Linked DNA regions of Callithrix jacchus: region 1 is linked to region 2. A link is a contact called in public Hi-C data. All regions are on one chromosome and are shown on one strand. The core of a region is the stretch at or near the end of the contact, and the rest is flanking DNA. Distances in the headings are between cores, read along the strand shown. Region 1 overlaps EPHB4 (EPH receptor B4). Region 2 holds the start of SLC12A9 (solute carrier family 12 member 9).

The links. A called contact is a pair of places that touch in the nucleus more often than the background predicts.
Region 1: a contact with region 2 is called in a Hi-C map of induced pluripotent stem cells, with 2.5 times the contacts expected there. The contact joins the enhancer-like site here to the promoter of SLC12A9 in region 2. A contact is called at or near these places in 3 of 3 Hi-C or Micro-C datasets (induced pluripotent stem cells and skeletal muscle).

What each region holds. Positions count from the first base shown.
Region 1 is chr2:12,923,010-12,928,155 of calJac240_pri, reverse strand. EPHB4 (EPH receptor B4) reads right to left here. Exons shown (of 18, transcript XR_013529376.1): 16 at 4,769-4,962; 17 at 4,434-4,589; 18 at 1,907-2,911. Among named protein-coding and RNA genes, the nearest start is that of EPHB4, 26 kb to the right of the region's middle. Within about 2 kb of position 2,750, at least 7 of the 16 cell types and tissues checked have an H3K27ac peak or open chromatin away from gene starts, as enhancers often do.
Region 2 is chr2:12,884,139-12,889,338 of calJac240_pri, reverse strand. SLC12A9 (solute carrier family 12 member 9) reads left to right here and starts at 2,285. Exons shown (of 11, transcript XM_078355802.1): 1 at 2,285-2,309. The coding sequence starts at 2,300.

The sequences.
Region 1 (5,146 bases), core at 1,501-4,000, 38 kb before region 2:
CACACCACTGCACTCCAGCCTGGGCAAGAGAACAAGACTCTGTCTCTAAAAAAACAAAGCAACCAACCAGGGAGGATTCTAAGTTCTAGAAATATGGCGGTTTTTTTTAATACAGAGTCTGGCTCTGTCGCCCAGGCTGGAGTGTAGTGGTGCAATCTCAGCTCACTGCAACCTCCGCCTCCTGGGTTCAAGTGATTCTCCTGCCTCAGCCTCCTGAGTAGCTGGGATTTCAGGTGTGCGCCACCATGCCCGGCTAATTTTTTTTCTTTGCATTTTTAGTAGAGACAGGGTTTCACCATGTTGGTCAGGCTGGTCTCAAACTAGGTGATTCCCTCTGCCTTGGCCTCCCAAAGTGCTGGGATTACAGGCGTGAGCCACCACACCCGGCCTATATGCTCCCTGTATAGAAATGTATATACTGTATGAGCATCCTCTGAGATGACCAGCCCTTGGGGTCCCACCTTCATGGAAGGAAGCAAGACCCAGCCTGGGTAAGGAAAGGGCCCCAAGAAGGGAGAGCACTCACACTAGAGAGCTGGATGTGACAGGAAGGCTCAGGGCAGCCTGGAGCTGGGATGGATCTCAGGGGGTTCCCTCAGCTCCCTGCACTTGGTCTTCGCTCTTGGCCTCTCTGCTGTGCCTCTGCTGTGCCCCTTAAGTTTTCTTCTTCCAGCTATCAGCTCTCTAGGACATGCTATCTAGCCCGGATGTCTGGTTGGCAGGGGAAGAGGGTGGGTCTGGGCAGCATCCTCTGGATGGACCCCCAAGTCCCTCCCACACCTCCTGAGGGTACCAAACATGGGTGATGTGTCACCAAGGGAAGTGGGGACAGAGGACTCAAGAGCCTGAGGAACTCCAGAAGAGGGTTGTAGAGGTGGGAAATTGAGGACAAGCCTCCCTGGGCCAGAAGGGTCCGAGCTGATTTAGGACCCAGCACTGACCCATACATGTCAACAGGGGGCGACTGAAGTGCAGAAATGGAAAAGGCAGATTGGGCCTGTAATCCCAGTGCCCTGGGAGGCTCCCTTGCCCCAGGAGTTCAAGTCATTCCACTGCATTCCAGCCTGAGAGACAAAGTGAGACCCTGTCTAAACAAAAAAGGAAAAGAAATGGACCAGGCTAAACCAGCCTGATCCTTGTCAAGACCTGCCGCTGCAGGTCTCAGCGGGGGAGGCCAGAAAGATCCCCAGAGGAAAGGACACAAAAAATGGCGAGAAAGAAAATAAATCCGGGTCTTTAGAGGGGGGACTGACCCTGTCCTCTTCCTGTTTGGGAAGAAGTTGGGGAAACACACAAGGTTCCCCTCCCCTTCCCAAGAGGCTGGGAGAACCTGCCTGGGCAGCATCTTGAATGGGAGAATTGTCCCCGGCCCAGCCACGTGTGTGCGTGCGTGCACACGCGCCTGTGTACACAAGTGGGCGGGGGTCCCTTCCCCTACCCCACAGCCAATGCACACTCCCCAAATTGCCTCTAAATCTACCCCAGCTGTCAACATCTGGCCCCCATCTGTCTCCATCCAACCAGACCCCGTGCTCCAGCTCTGGCCACCTCCTCCCTCTCAAGGGGCTGTGGGCTCAAGGCCTCCCCTCCCTCCCCCAGCAGCCCCTGGCCAGGGCTGAGGAACCAGGACAGGGAAGGGAGGGGACAGCCCCACCCCGGAGGTGCCCCAGGCTCTTGGCAGAGCCAGCTGGAGCCGTTGGAAGCAGCTGCGAATGACTCATCTTGCTCAGCCCCCACCCCACCACCTCAAACACACCCTGGAGCTGAGAACCAAGCTCCAGCCCCCCATAGTCCTGCAGCCTCCAGACCTCTGACCCCACTCAGCCAGCCACAAAGCCCTCCCTACCCAGCCCCACTCTCCTTAGAAATGTGGTCCATCACCTCCCATCACCCCTGGAGCTGGGACTTGTCCCATTTTCTTTTATTTATACAAAAAATTGTTTTTTTAAATATAATTTAAGAACCCTCTCCAAGCACCAGCGTCAGTTTCTGGGTTCCACCACCACCTACCACCCCTTTCACTACCTCAGCCCGCACCCCTTCATGGACACAGCTTGGGGGTCCCAGGGGGGTCGGGGAGGTGGCATGACCAAGGCACTCTTTTGGAAACAGACAAGATGGGTCCCTGTTTCAACGTGGGCAAAGGAGGTGATAGTGAAACAGGTTCCCTCCAACACAGAGTTATGACAAGGACCATAGAAAAATGAAACGAGAAAACAGAAAGGGGCGGGGAGAAAAATTAAGACCAAAAACAAAACTCAAAAAACCTTCAATATGAAGGCAGCAGCTGGGAGAGGGGCATTTACAAGGGAGAAAAATGATTGCGTTTGGTGGTGACAGCAGCAAGTTGGGACTACAAACCCCAATGATTTTGTCACGGGGGCCTGACCCCTCTTCTTGCCCCTGGGACAGCCCCCTACTCTGGAGCTGGCAAGGGAGTCATGCTCTCTTTGGTCTACGGGAACACACCCGTCAAGATGAGTGGGGGGGCACCTGGGGAGGCCGGGAGATGATGGGTGTTCCTTTTCCCTCTGGTCACACCCAGTCCCGAGGGAAAGGCGCGTTCACCCTTGGTCTAGAGTTCCCCAAGGGGGATGAGGGGTGATGTTCCACTCCTGTATGGCAGAACCCCCAAATTCTCTCTCTCCAAATTGCCAACTCCCCACCCCACGGGTTCAAAGTGCAATCCAGCGGGGCGCAGGGCTGGGGGCCTCTAGGAGTCCCCATTCTGCCCCAGAAAGATGGGGAGGCCGCGTTCTTGGGGTGGGGAGTTCCTGCAGGTCAGTACTGCGGGGCTGGTCCTCCTGTCCCACCCGGGGCTCCCGGCTTGGCCTGGGACTTCATGTGCTGGACACTGGCCAATATTTTCTTCTGGTGGCCCGCCAGAGTGACTCCGATTCGGAGCAGGTCCCTGTGGAAGGAAAGCAGAGCTCGGTGAGACCCTGGGATCCCCGCGGCGGCTCTCCAAGCTTGGCTCCAGAGCGGGTTCCAGCCTCAGGACTGTCAGCCAATCAGAAAAGCCAGCGGGGGAGGGAGAACAGAAGTCAACAATCGCCGGGCAGTCATCCTTTGCGCAGCGGCAGTAAAGCGTGAGGCTGGAGGCCAGAGGTGGGGGCTTTGGCTTGGGTGCCCAGGAGGGAGGGAAAAAGAGAGAAAAGCCCGAAAAATAAGATTGGGGGAAGAGGCCACATAGATTGCCGTAGAGACGTGAGAAAGAAAAGGCCAAACTGGGAGAGGAAGAGCCAGATGGAGAGGAAGAGATTGCTGATGGCTGGAAGCTGAGATGGGGGGGAAAGGGAGGATGCCCCCTGGGTCAGAGAGAGGCTGGGAAGACTTAGGGAGGGACGTGCCCAGGCCCCATGTGGCAGGGGCAGACTGGCCAGGGACCTTCTGGCTCTAGCCTCCCGAGTAGCTGGGACCACAGGCACTAAACACGTGCCCAGCTAATTTTTTTTTTTGGTAGAAATGAGGTTTTGCTATGTTGCCCAGGCTGCTCTCAAACTCCTAGGCTTAAGCCAGGGAAGCCAGGTCCACCTTGGCCTCCCTAAGTACTGGGATTACAGGCATGAGCCACTGCCCGGCCTTCAGATTTCTTTTTTTCAGATGGAGTTTCACTCTGTCATCCAGGCTTGAGTGCAGTGGCTCAGTCTCGGCTCACTGCAACCTCCACCTCCCAGGTTCGAGAGATCCTCCTGCCTCAGCCTCCTGAGTAGCTGGTATTACAGGCAAGCGCTATCATACCCAGCTAATTTTTGTATTTTTAGTAGAGAGGAGGTTTCACCAAGTTGCCCATAATGGTCTCAAACCCCTGACCTCAAGTGATCTGCCCGCTTTGGCCTCCCGAAGTGCTGGGATTACAAGCATGAGCCACTGTGCCTAGTCTTTAGATTTCTATTCCTTCTGTTTCTGTTATTCATCCTGGGGTGAGAGGAGACCTTGGGAGAGAAACGGGAAGGCAGGAAGGGGGAGTAACAGACAAAGGCCAAGTGGGGATACGCTGCCTTTGGGAGGCAAGGAATCATAAAACCATTTCACATAAAAGCTGGAGAGGAGCTCCAAAACCTAGCCTAATCTTCTCCTTTTATGGTGGAAAAAGAGAACCCGAGTTGACACGTTGTTACTGTGAGAGCGGGGCCTGGAATGCAGATAGATGCACAGATAGATACGGAATGAGGGTGGAAGCGCGATGGTCCAGGGGCGTGATGGCAGGAGATGAGACGGGCAGGCTGGCCCCAGAAAGCCCTTGGGTCCTCAGCTCCAGGGGCTGTTACTACTCCTCTGGGGCCCTTCTAAGCATGGCATGAATGTAGTGCAAGAAGACAGCGCTGGCACCCAAAGCTGACCCCGAAAGCCCCTGCAGACCCTGTGGGCCTGACGCCAGCCGCCAGCTACCCTGCTCTCCCTGCCCCGCTCCAGTTCCTGCTACCACTTACTCGGCAGAGATCTGGCTAACCAGCTCGAAGGAGCCAAAGCCAGCGGCTGCAAAACTTTCTTCGTATCTTCCCATCTTGATGGCCCGAAGCCACTCGCCCACAGAACCAAAAGCTGAGTAGTGAGGCTGCCGCTGGTCCAGGAGAGGGTGTGAGGCCCTGGGGGGCAAGGATGGGGAGGAATGCTGAGTACCAGGCCTGGGTCAGGGTGAGGAGATGGAGCCCACCCTTGGAGAGGTTGACAGAGACCCTCCCACCCAACAGCAAGGGATGGACCCTTCTGGGTGAGGCGTGGGGGCAGAGAGCAGGAAGAAGGGCCCATTCCCTGCCATCCTCACCCGCCATTCTCCCGGGCCACGATTTTGAGGCTGGCAGGGTTCCGGATCATTTTGTCCAGGGCGCTGACCACCTGGGGGAAGCGGGGCCGGGCATTCCGATCTTTCTGCCAACAGTCCAGCATGAGCTGGTGGAGGGAGGTGGGACAGTCTGGGGGTGGGGGCAGCCGGTAGTCCTGTTCGATAGCATTGATTACCTGCAAAGAGGGGAAGGAAGCTCTGGTGAGGCTGTCCAGGGAGAGCAGAGACACTAACAGGCCCAGGAAATGGTGATTTGGCAGATGGCAGGATAGGAGCCACAGCCCCCCTTCCCCCCAAAAAATCACAGATCCAGGAGTCCAACTAGCCAGAGTTGAGGCTGTCTGTGGCTGGAGGTCCCAG
Region 2 (5,200 bases), core at 1,036-3,535:
TCTCAAAAATAAAAATAATAGGCTGGGTGCAGTGGCTCACGCCTGTAATCCCAACTACACAGGAGGCTGAGATGGGAGGATCACTTGACCCCAGGAGGTGGAGGCTGCAGTGAGCCGTAATTTTGCCACTGCACTCCAGCCTGGGCAACAGAGTAAGACCCTGTCTCAAAAAAAAATTAAACGAACAAAAGGGTATGATTGGCTGGGTGCAGTGGCTCAAGCCTGTAATCCCAGCACTTTGGGAGGCTGAGGCGGGAGGATCACCTGAGGTCAGGAGTTGGAGACCAGCCTGACCAACATAGAGAAACCCCGTCTCTACTAAAAATAAAAAAATTAGCCGGGTGTGGTGGTGCATGCCCATAATCCCAGCTACTCAGGAGGCTGAGGCAGGAGAATCGCTTGAACCCGGGAGGCGGAGGTTGTGGTGAGCTGAGATTGCACCTTTGCACTCCAGCCTTGGAGAAAAGAGCAAAACTCCATCTCAGAAAACAACAACAAAAATGTCAAACACCAGTCTGTTAAAAAAAGAAAAAGAAAAAGAAAAAAAAAAAGAGTGATTGTCTGGTTGACCCTTTAACATTTCATGCAGACTTTCCCATCCTGCTCCCTGCCTTAGTGCTGGGGTTAGAGGAAGGGTTGCTGAGTGCTGTTGGAAGAGCTGGAGGCTGAGAGAAATAGCAAGAAACGGCAGTGAGCATCAGTGAGCGGACAGGAATGAGAGGAGAAGGGCAGAGCTTGCAGCAGAGGCCAGGGAAGCCAGAGGGCATGGAGATGGAGGAGAGAGGGGCTAAGGGGCTGGGGCCAGAGCTAAGAAGGCTGGTTCAGGGAGAGGAGTGGAAAGGTAGGGGGGAGTGGGAGGATTGGGGAGAGGTGGCGGGAGGGTTGGGGAGAGGTAGTAGGAGGCTCATTGTCCCAGCAGGGGGAAGTCTTTTGTTTCCTCTCTTCCCCTGACAGCCTGGCAGGATATGAAGCCAGGTCCCCCATGCCAGCATCCCCGCACCCACTAGACTGCACTGTGGCCCTCCCCTGACTATTGTGTCCTGGCCGGCAATGGGGGCAAGGGCAAGTGGGAGGCTGGCTCCACGACTATTTGTGGCACGAGGTTAGGATACCGGGGTCGGGAAGGGACCAGTAGCCCTTGGGCTGGTTAGGGGAGCTTGGCACAGAAAGATGTGTGGGGAGGAGCAGGAAGCCAGGCTGGGTGGGGCCAACACGGAGGGTAGCAGGTCGAGCCAGGGGAAGGTAGGCTGGGCCCCAGAGGAGATGACGCAGGGCCTCAGGCCTCTCCCAACCCCCTCTCTTCCAGCCTGGGGACCAGAGCACTCACCTGAACCCCAGAGAACCCACCACCCCCTCCATTCCCTAAGGCTGACATCACCCCATGCGGCACAGCCCAGCAACCTATCTGGCCAGGGCCTTCCACATCCAGCTGTTGCCTGGATACCCTCCTTCCCCAGGACCCAGGAGTCAGGCCTCGCACTGCTGCCCTCCAGGAACGCTGGAAATTCATCCCTCCCCTTGGCTCACTCCTGGGCAAGTTTTGCCCCATCAGCTGTTCTTGCAGGAAGGGCGCCCTGCTCGGCTCGCCTCTCTTCCCGAGAGCCTTTTGTTTGCTGGGTCTGCAGGAAATTGGAGGGGCGGTGGCCAGGGGCTCATCTGCCCCAGGGACCTGGGGGAGGGGGGCCCAGATTCACCAGACTTAATCCTGGGGAGTTTACACCAGGAATGGGGTGGGGTGAGGTGGGCGGATCTCCAGGAAATCAGCATTTAAGGCACTGAGAGTGCCGTTGGATCTGCTAGTCCTTAAGGGGCGCACGGGGCGTGTGTGTTCCAGGGTCTGGGATCCCTAGAAGTGAGGGCTGGGAGGACACTCTGTGGTCACCTAATAGGTTGACAAGGTCATTGACACCACGGGAGAAAATCCCAGATACGGAATCCCATCATTTTCTTTCTTTTTTTTGTTTTTGTTTGAGACGGTGTCTTGCTCTGCCACCCAGGCTGGAGTGCAATGGTGCGATCTCGGCTCACGGCAACCTCCGCCTCCCGGTTCAAGCGATTCTCGTGCCTCAACCTCCGCAGTAGCTAGGATTACAGGTGCGCGCCACCACACGTGGCTAACTTTTTATCTATACGCCATTTTAAAAATAGAGATGGGGGCTCGCTATGTTGCCCAGACTGGTCTCGAAGTCCTAGGCTCAACGATCCTCTCGCCTTGGCCCCGCAAAGCGCTGGGATTACAGGCATGAGCCACCGCGCCTGGCCCAATAATCCCATCTTTTACACGCCTCGGATCCTGGGGATGTCAAGAGGTGGGTAGGCAGGTCAGACTAAACCGTCTTTGAGAATTATTTTTTCCATCAAAAAAATGGTGGAGAGGAGGACCCGCCCGTAGCCCCAGAATTCGCGCCTTCCCAGGACGCAATCGCAGAATAGGCGGCGGCGTGGACGCTCTGGCAAGCCGGCGTCCTCTCGTTGATTGCCCTCTCTCTGAAGCCATCACGGGCGCCGCCATCTTTCCTTCCTAGCTGGCAGTCACGTGAACAGCAAGTTCCAGGTCTCTAACTGCTGGCGGGAGGTGGGTTTGATCTCGGAGGGTTCCTGCAGCTACCGTGAATGTTTGGTTATTCCAGGCTCAGGAGAGCAGCCAAGAAAACAGAAGCTCTTGTTTCGTGGAGCTTAACGTTCTTTTTTTGAGACAGGATGTCGCTCTGTTGCCTAGGCTGAGTGCATCGGCGCGATCATAGCTCATTGCAGCCTCCAATTCCTGACCTCCAGTGATCCTCCACCCTCGGCCTCCCAAAGTGTTGGGATGTGATAGGCCTGAGCCACCGAGCCTGTCCTGAGCTTAACTTTCTATTGGGAGTAGGCAGTCAACAAACAAGATACATAAACAATATATATCAGTTAGACGGTGCTAAGTGCTATGGAGAAAAATATAGGAAAAAGGGAGGAGGTATGGTTTAATTTCATTTCTTTTTTTTTGAGACAGAGTCTCACTCTGTTGCCCAGGCTGGGGTGCAGTGGCGCGATCGCGGCTCACTGCAACCTTCACCTCCCGAGTTCAATCGATTCTCTTGCCTCAGCCTCCAAAGTAGATGGGATTACAGATGCACGCCACCACGCCCGGCTAATTTTCGTATTTTTAGTAAAGACAAGGTTTCACCATGTTGGCCAGGCTGGTTTCAAACTCCTGACGTCAGGTGATCCACCTGCCTTGGCCTCCCAAAGTATTGGGATTACAGGTGTGAGCCACCATGCTTGGCCAATTTCATTTCATTTATTTATTTAAAATATATTTCTATTTTTTAAATTTTTTGTGGAGACAGCGTCTTGCTATGTTGTCCAGGCTAATCTAACACTCCTGGGCTTAAGTGATTCTCCTGCCTTCGCCTCCCAAAGCATTGGTTCAATTTTAAATGGGATTGGCAAGGAAAATGTCACTAAGAAGATAATAACTGAGTCCTAAAGATCTAAAAGAGGTTCCGGGGTTGTCTGAGGAACAGCCCAGGGGCCCTCTCGGGGCATGTGCAGGAGGCGAGAAGAGAGATGTGGGGATGGAGATGCCACATTACAGGTGTGAGCCACTGTGCCTAGCATTCTGGGACGCTTCTAAGCAAAGAAGATGCTATTTTTATTTATTTATTTAGATACGAAGTCTTATTAATTAATTAATTAATTTATTTATTTAGATACTCAGTCGCCAAGGCTGGGGTACAGTGGCTCGATCTCAGCTCACTGCGACCTCCCCTCCCAGGGCTCAGGCAATCCTCCCACCTCAGCCTCCCCAGTATGTAGGATTACAGGCGTGCACTACCACCCCTGGCTATTTTTTTTTTTTTTTTTTTTTTTGCATTTTTAGTAGAAATACCAAGTTGGCCAGGCCGGTCTTAAACTCCTGACCTCAAGCCAGGAAATACTGTTAATATTTACATAAAGGTGGCTGGGCTCGGTGGCTCATGCCTGTAATTCCAGCACTTTGGAAGCCCAAGGCGGGTGGATCACGAGGTCAGGAGATCGAGACCATCCTGGCCAACATGATGAAACCCTGTCTCTACTAAAAATACAAAAATTAGCTGGGTGTGGTGGCTCACACCTGTAATCCCAGCTACTTGGGAGGCTGAGCCAGGAGAATTGCTTGAACTCGGGAGGCAGAGCTTGCAGTGAGCTGAGATCCCACCTTTGCAGTCCAGCCTGAGTGACAGAGTGAGACTCTGTCTCAAAAAAAATTTATGTCAAGGCATCAGGCATACGGGAGGACTGTAGTCAGTGAGTTAGGCCATCGTAAGTACAGATGTGGCTGTTGCCTTTTACTTGGAGAAAGGCATGCTACTGGAGAGTTATGAAAGATGGTACCCATCAGGAATGGGTATTAAACAGCGTCCCTGTAGCTACTCAGTTGAGGACAGACTTTAGGGACAAGCGCAGAAGTGGGAAAACCAGTTAGGGGCTATTGTGAAAACACGGAAGAAGTGGCTGTGGCTTGCACTCGGGTGGTCAAACGTGGTCGCAGACATCGTAACTTGAGAGTGGGGGCCAAAGGAATTGCCTATGGTTTGGATGCTGGGTTTAAGATATTCTGGTATAATCCCAGGTTTCCGGGCTGAGCGGCAGGAGAGAGGAGAGGACCACAAGAGGAGCAGGTGGCGGGAGTTTGAGTATTTGGTTTTGGACATACCAAGTTTGAGCTGCCCATTTGATGTCCAAGCAGATTGTAGTAGAGGGGCTGCCGTGGTTCATGCCTATAATCTCAACACTTTAGAAGGCGGAGGTGAGTGGATCACATGAGGTCGGGAGTTCAAGACCAGCCTGGCCAACATGGCGAAACCCCATCTCTACTAAAAATACAAAAATTAGCTGGGTGTGGTGGCAGGCACCTGTAATCCCAGCTGCTGGAGTGGCTGAGGCAGGAGAATCGCTTGAACTGGGGAGGCAGAGGTTGCAGTGAGCTGAGATCACGCCACTGCACTCCAGCCTGGGCGACAGTGTGATTCCCTCTCATAACAACAAAAGATGGTATTAGAGTGTTGGCTATCCAGTCTGAAGTTCAGGGTAGAGGTCTGGGCGGGAGGCACACCCTTGGGGGCACTATTATATAGATGGGATTAAAACTGAGATTGGGCCGGGCGCAGTGGTTTATGTCTGTAATCCCAACATTTGGGAGGGCGAGGTGGGAGGATTACTTGAGTCCAGGAGTTCAAGA